Linked DNA regions of Sus scrofa: region 2 is linked to region 1. The links are chromatin contacts, called in public Hi-C maps. All regions are on one chromosome and are shown on one strand. Each heading gives the region's core, a stretch centred on a gene start, on an enhancer-like site or on the middle of the called end of the contact. The rest is flanking DNA. Distances are from core to core; before and after follow the strand shown. Region 1 has its middle 160 kb from the start of AUH. Region 2 has its middle 210 kb from the start of SYK.

The links. A called contact is a pair of places that touch in the nucleus more often than the background predicts.
Region 2: a Hi-C map of liver shows a contact between it and region 1, with 8 times the contacts expected there. The contact joins two enhancer-like sites. A contact is called at or near these places in 1 of 5 promoter capture datasets (liver) and 4 of 47 Hi-C or Micro-C datasets (liver and skeletal muscle).

What each region holds. Positions count from the first base shown.
Region 1 is chr14:2,384,139-2,389,766 of Sscrofa11.1, reverse strand. No RefSeq gene overlaps it. Among named protein-coding and RNA genes, the nearest start is that of AUH, 160 kb to the left of the region's middle. Within about 2 kb of position 3,511, at least 32 of the 83 cell types and tissues checked have an H3K27ac peak or open chromatin away from gene starts, as enhancers often do. A contact at or near this core is called in liver, where this site is marked.
Region 2 is chr14:2,311,843-2,317,927 of Sscrofa11.1, reverse strand. No RefSeq gene overlaps it. Among named protein-coding and RNA genes, the nearest start is that of SYK, 210 kb to the right of the region's middle. Within about 2 kb of position 4,762, at least 1 of the 83 cell types and tissues checked has an H3K27ac peak or open chromatin away from gene starts, as enhancers often do. A contact at or near this core is called in liver, where this site is marked.

The DNA of each region.
Region 1 (5,628 bases), core at 2,262-4,761:
GAGGTATAATTTTGTCAGACATAGGGTTCTTGGTTGAGGTCTCTCTTGCATGCGCTTGCTTTTTTTTTTTCCCCAGCACTTTGAATATGTCATCCCACTGCCCTCTGGCCTACATGGTCTCTGATAAGAAATTGGTTATAAATGTTATTAACTCCTTGTAAATGACAAGTTGTTTCTCTCTTGCTACTTTCAAGGTTGCCTGGCTTTGGCTTTTGGCAATGTGATTATTATGTCTTGGTGTGGTTCTCTTTGATGTGATTCGGATTGGATTTCATTGAGATTTTTGGATGTGTAGATTCAAGTCTTTTGTCAAATCTGGGAAGTTTTTGGTCATTATCTCTTTACATATTCTTTCTACCCCTTTCTCTCCTCTCTGGAACTCCCACTATGCGTACATTCATACATTTGATGATATACCACAGGTATTTGAGGCTCTGTTTATTTTCCTTTGATCTTTTTTCTCTTTACTTTTCAAATCTGATGATTTCTATTGACATGTTTTCAAGCTTACTGATTCTTCTGCCATGCCAAACATGCTCTTGAGACCCTATCATGAATTTTTTTGTTTGTTATTATTTTATTGACTTTAGAATGATACTTTAGTTCTTTTTTAATGATTTCTCTTTATTAATTTTCTTTGGTGAGACATTTCCTCATATTTTTCTTTCATTCTTTGTGCATATTTGAAAATAGCTCACCTAAAATCTTTTCTAATAAGTTCCAAGTCTTGCTTTTTCAGAGACAGTTCCTGCTGGTTGTTTCTTTTCCTTTTATTGGTCACACTTTCTTGTTTCTTTGCATGTTATAATATTTTGTTGAATAATAGACCTTTAAAATAATAAATATGCAACTTTGAAAATCATATCCCTGCATCCCCTCCCCAGGATAGTTTTTATTTATTTATTGACTTGCCTGAAATAATTATGTATTTTTCCCTCTCTTCTTTTTTTTTACGGCTGCACCCATGGCATATGGAAGTTCCCAGGCTAGGGGTTGAATCGGAGCTGCATCTGCAACCTACGCCACAGTTTGCAGCAATGCCAGATCCTTACCCCCCTGAGCCAGGCCAGGGCTCGAACCTGCATCCTCGCTGAGACTATATCGGTTCCTTAACCCACTGAGCCACAGTGGGAACTCCTCTGTATTTGCTGTTGCATGTGGCACTGAAACCTCTACTTGGTTAGTTAAGTGGTCATCTAATAGTTGTACTGGTATTTAAATTCTTTGTACCAATAAGTCTCTAGCTCTTGCCAAATGGCTCTGCGTGCATGTTGGGACATATCATCAATGCTTTGTCAGGCAATTGGCAACCTTTCTTTAGTCTGTACTTCCTGTTTGTGCAGAGACTCAAGGTCAACAAGTGGTGATAATTGGGTCTTTCTCAGGTCTTTCCTGAGTGTGCACATAGCCCTGCAAATGCACATTGCCTTCTAAATTCCTAGAGGTATGTCAGAGCTTGTCATAATCCCCTGTGGACATCTCATTCCCAATTTTCTCTTTTTCAGTGTTTTGGTCAGCTTCTTGTTTACACCAACTGGAATCATTGCCTCAGGAAATTTGGATGCTAGGCAATTGTCAACTGTTTTTTTTTTTTTTCCTGCAAATACCCTGTGGAAAAATATGCTCATGATGACGGCGTTCTAAGTCAGGTCAGATAAAGGCAAGCCCTGTGAATGGGGTTTTCCCCGCTAATTGATTCTCTAAGGAACTACCAGACAGGTCTGATAATGACAAATTTCTAGGAATAGGGCCACAGGGAGGCCACAGACATGGTGGTAGTCGGGTCATGACTACCTTGGCTTTGAGGTTGTTGGCTTTCAAGCTGTACAGGAGTTTGGAAAGGAGGCTGACTATATGGCCATTAAAAAAGCCACGGAGCTTGATGTTCTTACTGAGATTCAGTCATTGTTCTTGAATAAGTGCTCCTTGGATTATTGCAAGCTTTTGGCTGCATTCCAGGGTTCTGTATATGCTGATTTTGACCATTATTGCTTATACAAAGGAGCAGATTTTTGGAGCTTTTTCACCTCATCATTCCCACTGGTTTTACTCACCTAGCTGATTTTAATGCAGCTCTGCCTATCATTTACCTTATTCATAAATAAGGTATTCAGAGTAGATTTCTGACTTTGGGTACATCAGAACTGATGTCTATTAAATAAACTAATGTTAATTGAATCACAGTAAGAGAACAGTATAATATATTAATCATTAAGTATTGATATTAATATTATTAATATATTATTATTATTACAGGACAAAATAATTGCAATCAAAATGTAAAATGTATTTGCAGTCAAAAAGATAGGGTTTACTGCTGTGTTATCTTTCAAATATTGCCCTGAAGAGGAACCCCGGGAACAGAAATTTCCTGCTCCAGCTGAGGCTGCACCTGCGTGGTCATGAGATTGGCTTGGTCTGTGGAGAATTTCAGGGGTTAAACTGAGCGCCATAGCCATAGTTCAAAGCAAATCAATCCATAAATGCTGAGTTCCCAAAGTAAAAATCAAAAGTTAATTATCAAAATCCTAGCCTTTATAAATGCTTTTATGTTGTAGAAGAAGTACAAATTTTTCTTCCCTGGTGTTAAATTCATGTCCCATTGTTGGACATGAAGACTATGACGACAAAACAGTTTATTAACTTTAACTTGTCAGATCTTTGGGCAGGATTTCAAATATAGTAAGAGTCAGCTCGTGATGGAAGATGAAAAAAGAGAAAAAAGTAAAATGAAAATAATCAGAATGAAGTTTGATGATTGATTATTTCCAATATAGCTTAAGGGACCAGATAGATTCTAGTTGGTTACCAGAATGTCTCATTGGCCCTGTTACATTTCAGAGGAAGTTTTCAGGGAAGGTGTTGTTGAGAACAATGGGTAGATATTCCAGAGTCCTCCCCCCCCACTGGCAATGGCAACGCTCAGAGCTCAAACACAGTGGCCATTGTTGCGAACATGGCTAATCACCGATACGCTCCACTGGAGTCTGTGTTGATATTACCAAAAACAGTTTATGCTACACAGACTCTTTATTCATGTAACAATTACAGCCTATTTGTCTTGGGTATTTCGCAACTGTTCTTGTTGGATAACACTGGCAAGCTTAAGTAATAGTTTCTTGCTAACATTATTGCTCAAGAACATCAAACATGATGCATTGAGTTTTCGTGTGTGATGCGTCTGTCTTTGGCTTCGGGCGTCTTTGACCTTTTCCTTTTTTTATGTATCAAATAATCTGATGGTGGGGTTCTGCCTATTGTTTCTAACACAAATGCCAGGAACCACTTGAGCAAACTTTTTGATTTCAGTTTTAATGGGTAGTTTTGACGATGATCAAGCGTAACACGTCCCAGCCAGCCACAACGCTGTGCCAGAAACCAGGGACTTCAAAGAGTCTTCTTTGTAGAACTCCAAAGGAACTGAAATTTCTGTTTCTCCATATCGTCCAACTTAATTGTTGGCAAAAAGGGACTGTTGGCAGGAAGCACACATCACGTGGTTCCAGTTCTGCTTCAGCAAAGGGCAATAGGAGGCAAGAACCCTGCCCTGCATCATGCAGCCGTGGGCTCTGATCCCCTGACACGTGCTTCAAAACACATTATGCAATAGGACTGATTAATGACTGCTTGCATAAGAGGTTTTTCATTTCCCCAAATGCAAGCATCCTGGGAATGATTAACTTTGTGACATAACTCTCATCACACAACTATGGAAGATTGAAACAGAGCTTCAAGATAATGTGCTTCAGAAATAACCAAATGCATTTTAGCTTCTTAATGGGTACATGATTAACAGCTTTTTTATTGCCACTGGGTAAAATAGAGAAACCTACTTGGGATTTTTGTTCAGAGCGGGAATTTCATGAGATGGGCTCATGCATGAACACTCTGCTATTGCATTTTAATTTTACCTTTGCATATTCTAATTTGATGTGAAAAATCTCAGATCTATTTTGCGATGACCCATCTTGTGAGCTAAAGATTGAACATATGTTACTTTTATTAAACATTTTTGGGTCAAAGAGCTCTGCCTCTCACATCCCCAAGCATGTTAGAGAGTTCCCATGATGGTTGTTATTGATTGCCTGCAACTGAAAAGGTTTGCATTTTATTCAAGATTTTCAAATCTTAGTTGAGGATGGTCTGAGATGCTTGGTGTGTTAGGGCTCTTCGGGGTGGGTGGCAGGAAATCAACCAAAGCGGTTTGGGCACAAGGGAGTTTCGTGACTCTCAGTGTGGAACTCTGACAGGACAGGGGAGCAGCATTCACAGGGCCCCCAGGAACCAGGGGCCCAGGGCTGTAGGGACAACACTCCATTTCTCATAACATGTTCTCTGCCATGTGGCTTCATCCTCTGAGCCTGATCCTAGGGCCTGGCTTCATCTGATGGCAGATCCCAGCTGCCTGCCTCAGCACCAGGGAGGATAGGAAACTTCACTCAGTTCTAAGTCAAAAGAAAGAAAGAAAGAAAAGAAAAGAAAGAAAGGAATGAAGGAAGGAAGGAAGGAAGGAAGGAAGGAAGGAAGGAAGGAAGGAAGAAAGAAAGAAAGAAAGAAAGAAAGAAAGGAAGGAAGAAAAAGAAATGAGTTCCCGACATGGCGCAGTGGAAACAATCCAGCTAGGAACGATGAGGTTGAGGGTTCAATCCCTGGCCTTGCTCAGTGGGTTAAGGATCCAGCTGTGCCATGCGCTGAGATGAGGCTTGGATCTGGCGTTGCTGTGGCTGTGGTGTAGGCCGGCAGCTACAGCTCTGATTCAACCCCTTGCCCGGGAACCTCCATATGCCGCAGATGAGGCCCTAAAAAGCAAAAACAAAACAAAACCAAAAAACCTCCCAAGAGAGGTCTCTACTCGGCCTTGCTGGATCACATGTCCTCCGTGTGGCCTCAGAAGTGGGCATTATGCGTGGAGGAGGGGCACCTCTCCAATAGACAGAAGGCCTGCTGTTCTAGCCCAAAAAATCACAGTGGCTACGGAGGGCCAACCTCAGCTCAACCAGTCATCCTCTCCCCAAGAAGCCCCCAAATCACCTTCAAGCATTTCCTCCTGGTCCATCTGCAAACAGATGTCTTGCTGAGAGCTACCCCAGGTCCTGCCCAGCAAGTGCACCCAGCTCTCACCCCTACCTCCAGGTCACTTCCATTGCTCTCGAGCCCAGGTTTGGCTCCAAAGCAGCAGGTAGCCTGTGACGTCCATGCTGTTTAGCCACCTCAGGACACTGTACCCAGGGAGGGAGGAAATCTGTTTACAAATAGGGACAAAGCACAGATGCTCTTTATCCACACACTTTCCGTGGTCATAGGGCCACAGGCCAGGATTTGGGACCTGGGACCCTTTGCTTTCGTGTTTGTACTGGACAAACGCCCCTTCTGGCAACAAAATACAAAGTATAAGGGACTAAAAACAACTGCATGCATGCGCAGTCGCAGCCGGGGAAAACTGTGAACAAGTAAGTACCAAAAGCCCAGAAATTCCACTGTCACTTCGGAGGAGCTGGGGGCAAAACAGGGGACTGTGCCTGCACCCTGCACACAGCACCACCAAGGGGGTGGGCAGACCACCTAAGCCACCCCTCCAGACGGACCCCAGGACCCACCCCTACCCTCAACCCTTATAAAGGAACTAGC
Region 2 (6,085 bases), core at 3,513-6,012, 73 kb after region 1:
AAACACAATTTAATATTTGATAAATAACATTAAAACAACAAAAGAAAGCAACCCTCCAACCCTGCATTGGAGCTACCCAAAGCTACAGACACATACATACTTCTATACAAACATTTATTCAGGTCACTGGAGACTGAAGAGCTGCATATACATTCAAGTTCCTGGTAGCACGAAATCGCACTTCAAAATTGAGCAAGTGAGGAACAAATATTTATAAGCCATCTTATACTTGCCTTCTCTTGTTAAAAGAGTTTTCTGAAAACAACTTGACCTTTTCGTAATGACTTAAATCATCTCCCAAGTGAGGCGTCAGGTGAAATCCAAACCCCTGTGGCTCAGGGGTGGTGGGAAACTCAGAAAGGTGAATCATCAGACGATTCTCAGAGGCTTACTCTGCGCTTCTCTAGCCCCCACCCACCCACGCTCAAAAAACAGCAACCAGGAGTTCCCACTGTGATGCAACAGGATCGGTGCATCTTGGGAGCACTGGAACACAGTTTTGATCCCTAGCCCTGCACAGTGGGTAAAGGATCCAGTGGTGCTGCAGCTGTGGCTTGGAGTGCAATTTTGGCTCAGATCTGATGCCTGGCCGGGGAACTCCATAAGCCCCTGGATGGCCAAAAAAGAAAAAAATAAGAAAGAAGGAAAGAAAGAAAGAAAGAAAGAAAGAAAGAAAGAAAGAAAGAAAGAAAGAAAGAAAGAAAGGAAGAAAGAAAGAAAGAAAGAAAGAAAGAAAGAAAGAAAGAAAGAAAGAAAGAAAGAAAGAAAAGAAAAGAAAAGGGCAGCCAGATTGCAACCCCCAAATTTCACGGATACCACGGGCAACAGAACCAGCTGATAAGGTGACCCCACAGACCCCAAAACACATGAGTGGTGACCAACCACCACCAGCCAGAGTCTATGGCATTGCCAGCTGTATGGGCAGAATAAGGAAGAAAAAGTGGGGAAGGATCTGAAGATCTGCAACAGGAGAATCCCACATAGTCTAACGAGTGTTCCCTGGAGAGACTGGCCAGCCAATTGAGAACAGCAGCTACCGCGGCAGCGGCAGCGGTTGAGAGCAGGGCCCCTCCTGACATCGCCCCACATGAGAGCACAAGCTCTAGCAGCAGATCAGAAGAGGAGAATCAATTGTTTCTCCAAGGAATCCTGGTTCCTATTTGAATGAATGGATGCCTTTGAATTTTGAACAGTCCTAAAGAGTTCAAAGTTTGTGCATGTTTTGTCCTGACCATCCTAAAGAGCTATTAGAACCAACTTGGGGAGTTCCTGTCGTGGCTCAGTGGTTAACGAATCCGACTAGGAACCGTGAGGTTGTGGGTTCGATCCCTGGCCTCGCTCAGTGGGCCAAGGATCCGGCGTTGCCATGAGCTGTGGTGTAGGTCGCAGAGGTGGCTCGGATCCCACGTTGCTCTGGTTCTGCTGTAGACTGGTGGCTATAGCTCCGATTACACCCCTAGTCTGGGAACCTCCATATGCCGCGGGAGTGGCCCTAGAAAAGGCAAAAAGACAATAAATAAATAAATAAATTAAATTAAAATTTAAAAAAATAAAAGAGGCAAATTGGAACTTGGAGGTGCCCTGCACACCTGGGTCAACAGGAAGTCAGCGGATGGGGCAGAGGAGTCACTGAGGAAGGTCCAGACCACATCTAAACCCTTTACACCAGGACCTCTGGGGAAAGGTCCAGGACATGTATGTTTCTTAATGCCCCAGTGAATGTCCGGAAGTAGCTGAGGGCCACTGAGGTAACAGAGAAAAAGAAAGCTTTGGAGGACTCTTCCCAAATAAGATTCCTTTCTCCTCTGATTTGTTACTAGTTGTTAGCACCTATGATTGGAAGGGGACAAGTGTGTCTTTTTTCTTTTCTTTTCTTTTCTTTTCTTTTCTTTTCTTTTTTCTTTTTAATGGCGACATGTGTAGCATGTGGAAGTTCCCAGGCTGTCTTAGGGGTTGAATTAGAGCTACAGCTGCAGGCCCACCACCGCAGCAGCACCAGATCCAAGCCACATCTGCAACCTTGCTGTGCCAGATCTTTAACCCACTGAGTAAGGCCAAGGATTGAACCTGCAATCTTACGGAGACTATATGGAGTTCTTAACCTGCCAAACCACAATGGGAACTCCTGAATTGGCTTCTAAATTCACTTCGGGAAGTAAACAGACTCTAATCGATAATCAAAGGCCACATATTCAGGTCCAGTTCTTGACCTCATTCACTTGCTGGCATCCTCTGGGGAGCTGTGGAAATTTCCAGCAATGATCCCTCCCGACGAGGTCGTGCTGTGATGTGTTTGGGGTTCCAGATGCCCCAGGGGGTAGTGACGTGCATTCAGAGTGAGAAAATTGCTCTGGACCTTGGCCATCAGCTGGTTAATGGGGCTGCCAGCTTTTCACAGGCCAGAAGTCCCTTTGGTTGTCCTTTATCCCTCCAAGCAAGTCGCTGTTTCATATAATTTGCATAAATTCAGACTATATTTCCACCCAAGGTTAATCTTTTTAATTAGTTAAACTGCTGTATCATAGGAAGCCAACAGTGACCCTTAAGTACATAATTGGCAAAATTGAAACAATTAAGTAATTTTCCCCAGGGGAGCTTTCTGCAAAGCCATTCTGGCTACACGCGAAAGTACGGCACAAAACATGGAAAGCGTCTGTGGCACGTGTGAAAGATAGAAATGCGCTAGTGTTTGCAGTCTACTCAGCCCCACTGGAAGAAGGATTTCTGCTTGCTTCTCGGTCAACTCTTTGAGTCGACTGGTCACCTCCAGGATTCCTTTGTTTTCAGACTGCAGAAGGATGGAAAGAACGAGAGGCAAATGCTGTCTGCACGGTAGATTACCCAGCCAGAGAAAGGGGCAGAATCTGCTGTGGGCAGGCCGGAGGTTCAGGGGTTTGCACCCTTTGAACTGGCAACCCCAGCTCTTCCTGAGTAAAGGCAGCCCCAGGGCTTGGTGTTGGGCACAAAAACCCACATCCTGGCTTCACGCTGCTGGTCCCCTTCCCAACACCATTTCTCAGTTACAACTGGTCTACCATGAATGCCATGCCAAGTAAGACCTCTTAACATTCAAACAAGAACTAGCAAAGGCTGAGTAGTATTCCATTGTGTATATATACCACATCTTAATCCATTCATCTGAGATCCTGCTGTATAGTCCCTTGTGATGGAGCATGATGGAGGATAATGTGAGAAAAAGAGCATAGACATGTATGTGTGACTGGGTCACTTTGCTGTATAGCACAAAATTGATAGAACACTGGAAACCAACTATAATGGAAAAAAATAAAAATCAGTAAAAAAAAAAAAAACTAGCAAAGGACTAGGGTGGAAAGGGAAGCAGCTGAGACACAAAAGACAAGAAAATAACACATGTACAAAATTGTGCTGAAAGCCAGAGCAAGTATCCAACTCATGTTTCTCTATGACATTCAAAGAGGAGAAAATACATGGCTGCTGTGAAACAAGCTCTCAGAGAAAAACAGCCAAAGGCAAGATGTGACGATATGAAGAGTGTCAAGTAGACAGAAGTTAGAAAAGAACAAGCAAATAAGGACTCAGGGAATATCTCACCAGGGGCCATGCTGACAGGCAGCTTGAAGTGGACCCCGAGTAAGCCACCCAATTCCGAGGCTGGCAGCAAAGAGCTAGTCATGAGTGGGGAGGTCAAGCAGGCTGTGTGTGTGTGTGTGTGTGTGTGTGCTTGTAGAAATTCCAGATAGGGAGCAGAATGCAAATGCCTAGCGTGACAATTTAGAGATAATTATATAATTAGCAAGAATTTGGAGATGGAGAGAGGGAAAAAAAGGACCCTTGTGTAATTATGCTGCTTTCCTAGCCTTTCACAATGTGAAGACAATAGATAAGGCTTCAAAGCTGTAATTCTACACATACTCGTTTAAGCATATTATATAATGTTTTAAAGATAATTATAAAAGGATGAAAAGCTTCCCTAATGATCAGAAACCCCCTAATGTGGCCAAGACGTACTGGCACAAAAGTCAGACCCTGATAGTGGAGTGTTGATTTTTGCCATCTACTTGGCATGGGGCGGGGAGGGTGGCACTATCTAACAAAGTTTTAGGTAAATATGCCACTTTTTGGAATTCATCTCACGGATCTACGTACACAGTCTCATGGCATGCGGCAATCCTAGATACATAAGTGGAGGAAACTCCCCAAGGCCATCTCTGTGCCCCAAAGGCTTAGCATGTTTCCTTTCCTGCAATGCACACTCCATGACTATTCATTACAGCAAAATTACTCACCCAAGTTGCGTTGCCATTTTCTAGCTGTGTGATCTTGAGTTTCTCTTCATCTCAGTTTTCTTATTGGCAAATCGAAAACTGCACTCTTTCTTGTGTTCATGCTAGCTTCCGTTATTTGAGTGTGTAAGTAGTGAGCCCATAATAAAGTGTCATGAAACCATTTTTCTTATGCTCATGGATTGGGTGGGGTGGGAATTCAGACAAAGCTCAGAGGAGTAGTTTGTTTCGGCCCTGCCATGGCTAGAATCTCCATTGGAAGACCCTGAGCCTGGGAACTGGGAGCCTGAAGCCTGAAGCCTACTCGCACATGTGTCTGGTGGGTGATGCCAGATGCTGGCGGAGGCCTCGGTCCTTTCCCATGTGATCTCCTCATGTTGGCTAGCTGGGCCCCTCATGGCAAGGTGGCTGAGTTTTGAGAGCAAGTGTCCAGGACAGACAGAAAGTCCCATGGACACCCTATTGATTTTTTCTTATCTAGCCTCACACTGTGTCACTTCCATTGCATTCTGTTGATGTGACAGTTACAAAGTCTGCCCAGGTTCAGGTGGACACGTAGTAGTTTTCTCAGGCTGGCATAACAAATATCACAGACGGGGTGACTCTTTACTGTCTCACAGTTCTGGAGGCTGGAAGTCCAAGTTCAAGGTGTGTGCAGGGTTGGTTTCTCCTGAGGCCTCTCTCCTTGGCTGGCAAAGGGCCGTCTTCTCCCTGTGTCCTCATAGGGTCTTCCTTCTGTGTGTCTCTGTCCTAATCTCTTATTAGGACACTAGTCACGCTGGTTTAGGGCCCCCTTAATAGCTTAATTCCCTTAATCCCCCCTATAAAAGTCCTACTTCCAAATAAAGTTACATTCTGGGGTCCCAGGTGTTAGGAACTTAACGTGAATTTTGGGGGGACACAGTTCAGCCCATAACAGGAGGGAATAGGACCACACCTCTTGAGAGGGGGTCAGTGTCATGCTGTAAGAAGAGCTGGAGGGACAATTATCTACTGGCATAGCCACCTTTGGAAAATACAATCAGCCAACATGACTTATAGGGCCCTCTTGATACAGTCTAAGTTACATAGGGGAAGGTGATTTACAGTGACCTCTGGTATAACTGATAGGGTGTAATCTACTGGTCCTGGAGAACAGGCCCTCTGGTTGAAGGGCCTGCACTTGCCAGGGGCACGTCATCGCCCACAGGGTGATCTTAGCACCTACTGCATAAGGCAGAGATGGCCAGAACTGTGAGCATGAATACAAGTGTCCCTTTTCATTAACCCTTGAAAACACCTCCTGACACTCATCGGGTTTTTGCTCCCATCTCTCCTGACATCGGGCTGAAATCTAAGCCTTCAGGAAGCATTCCTGAAAATGAAGTCTCGGATGTTGTGAGCAGGGCTGCAGCCTGCCCCACTTCCCCTCTCCCACAGGGATGTGCGTGCTGGTTAACTCCCATCCTCCATCCTCGCATCTCCCTGGTGGGGTCTTGCTGGCCTTTGGGCCTCTGCCTGACTGTTCTGCAGGCCAGGACCCCTGCGGTTTAATGGCCCACCCGCACCCAGCAGCCGCACCCAGTGGCCTATGGAAGCGACTTACACACACTCCAGGGACTGCACTCTGAGTTCCGCACTGGCACCCCGGGTCCTGAGTGGTACTGGGCTCAGTTACCATGGTGACCAAAAGATTTCTTGCAGCCATTTCCCACCCATCTTCTTCCTGTCTTCCTCACCCCCCACAGTGCTCTGGGAACGCTCCCCTCCCCCAAATTTTCTGCCTGCACTGGAATGTTGTCTGGCATGTCCGTGAACCCAAACCAAGACACATAACACTG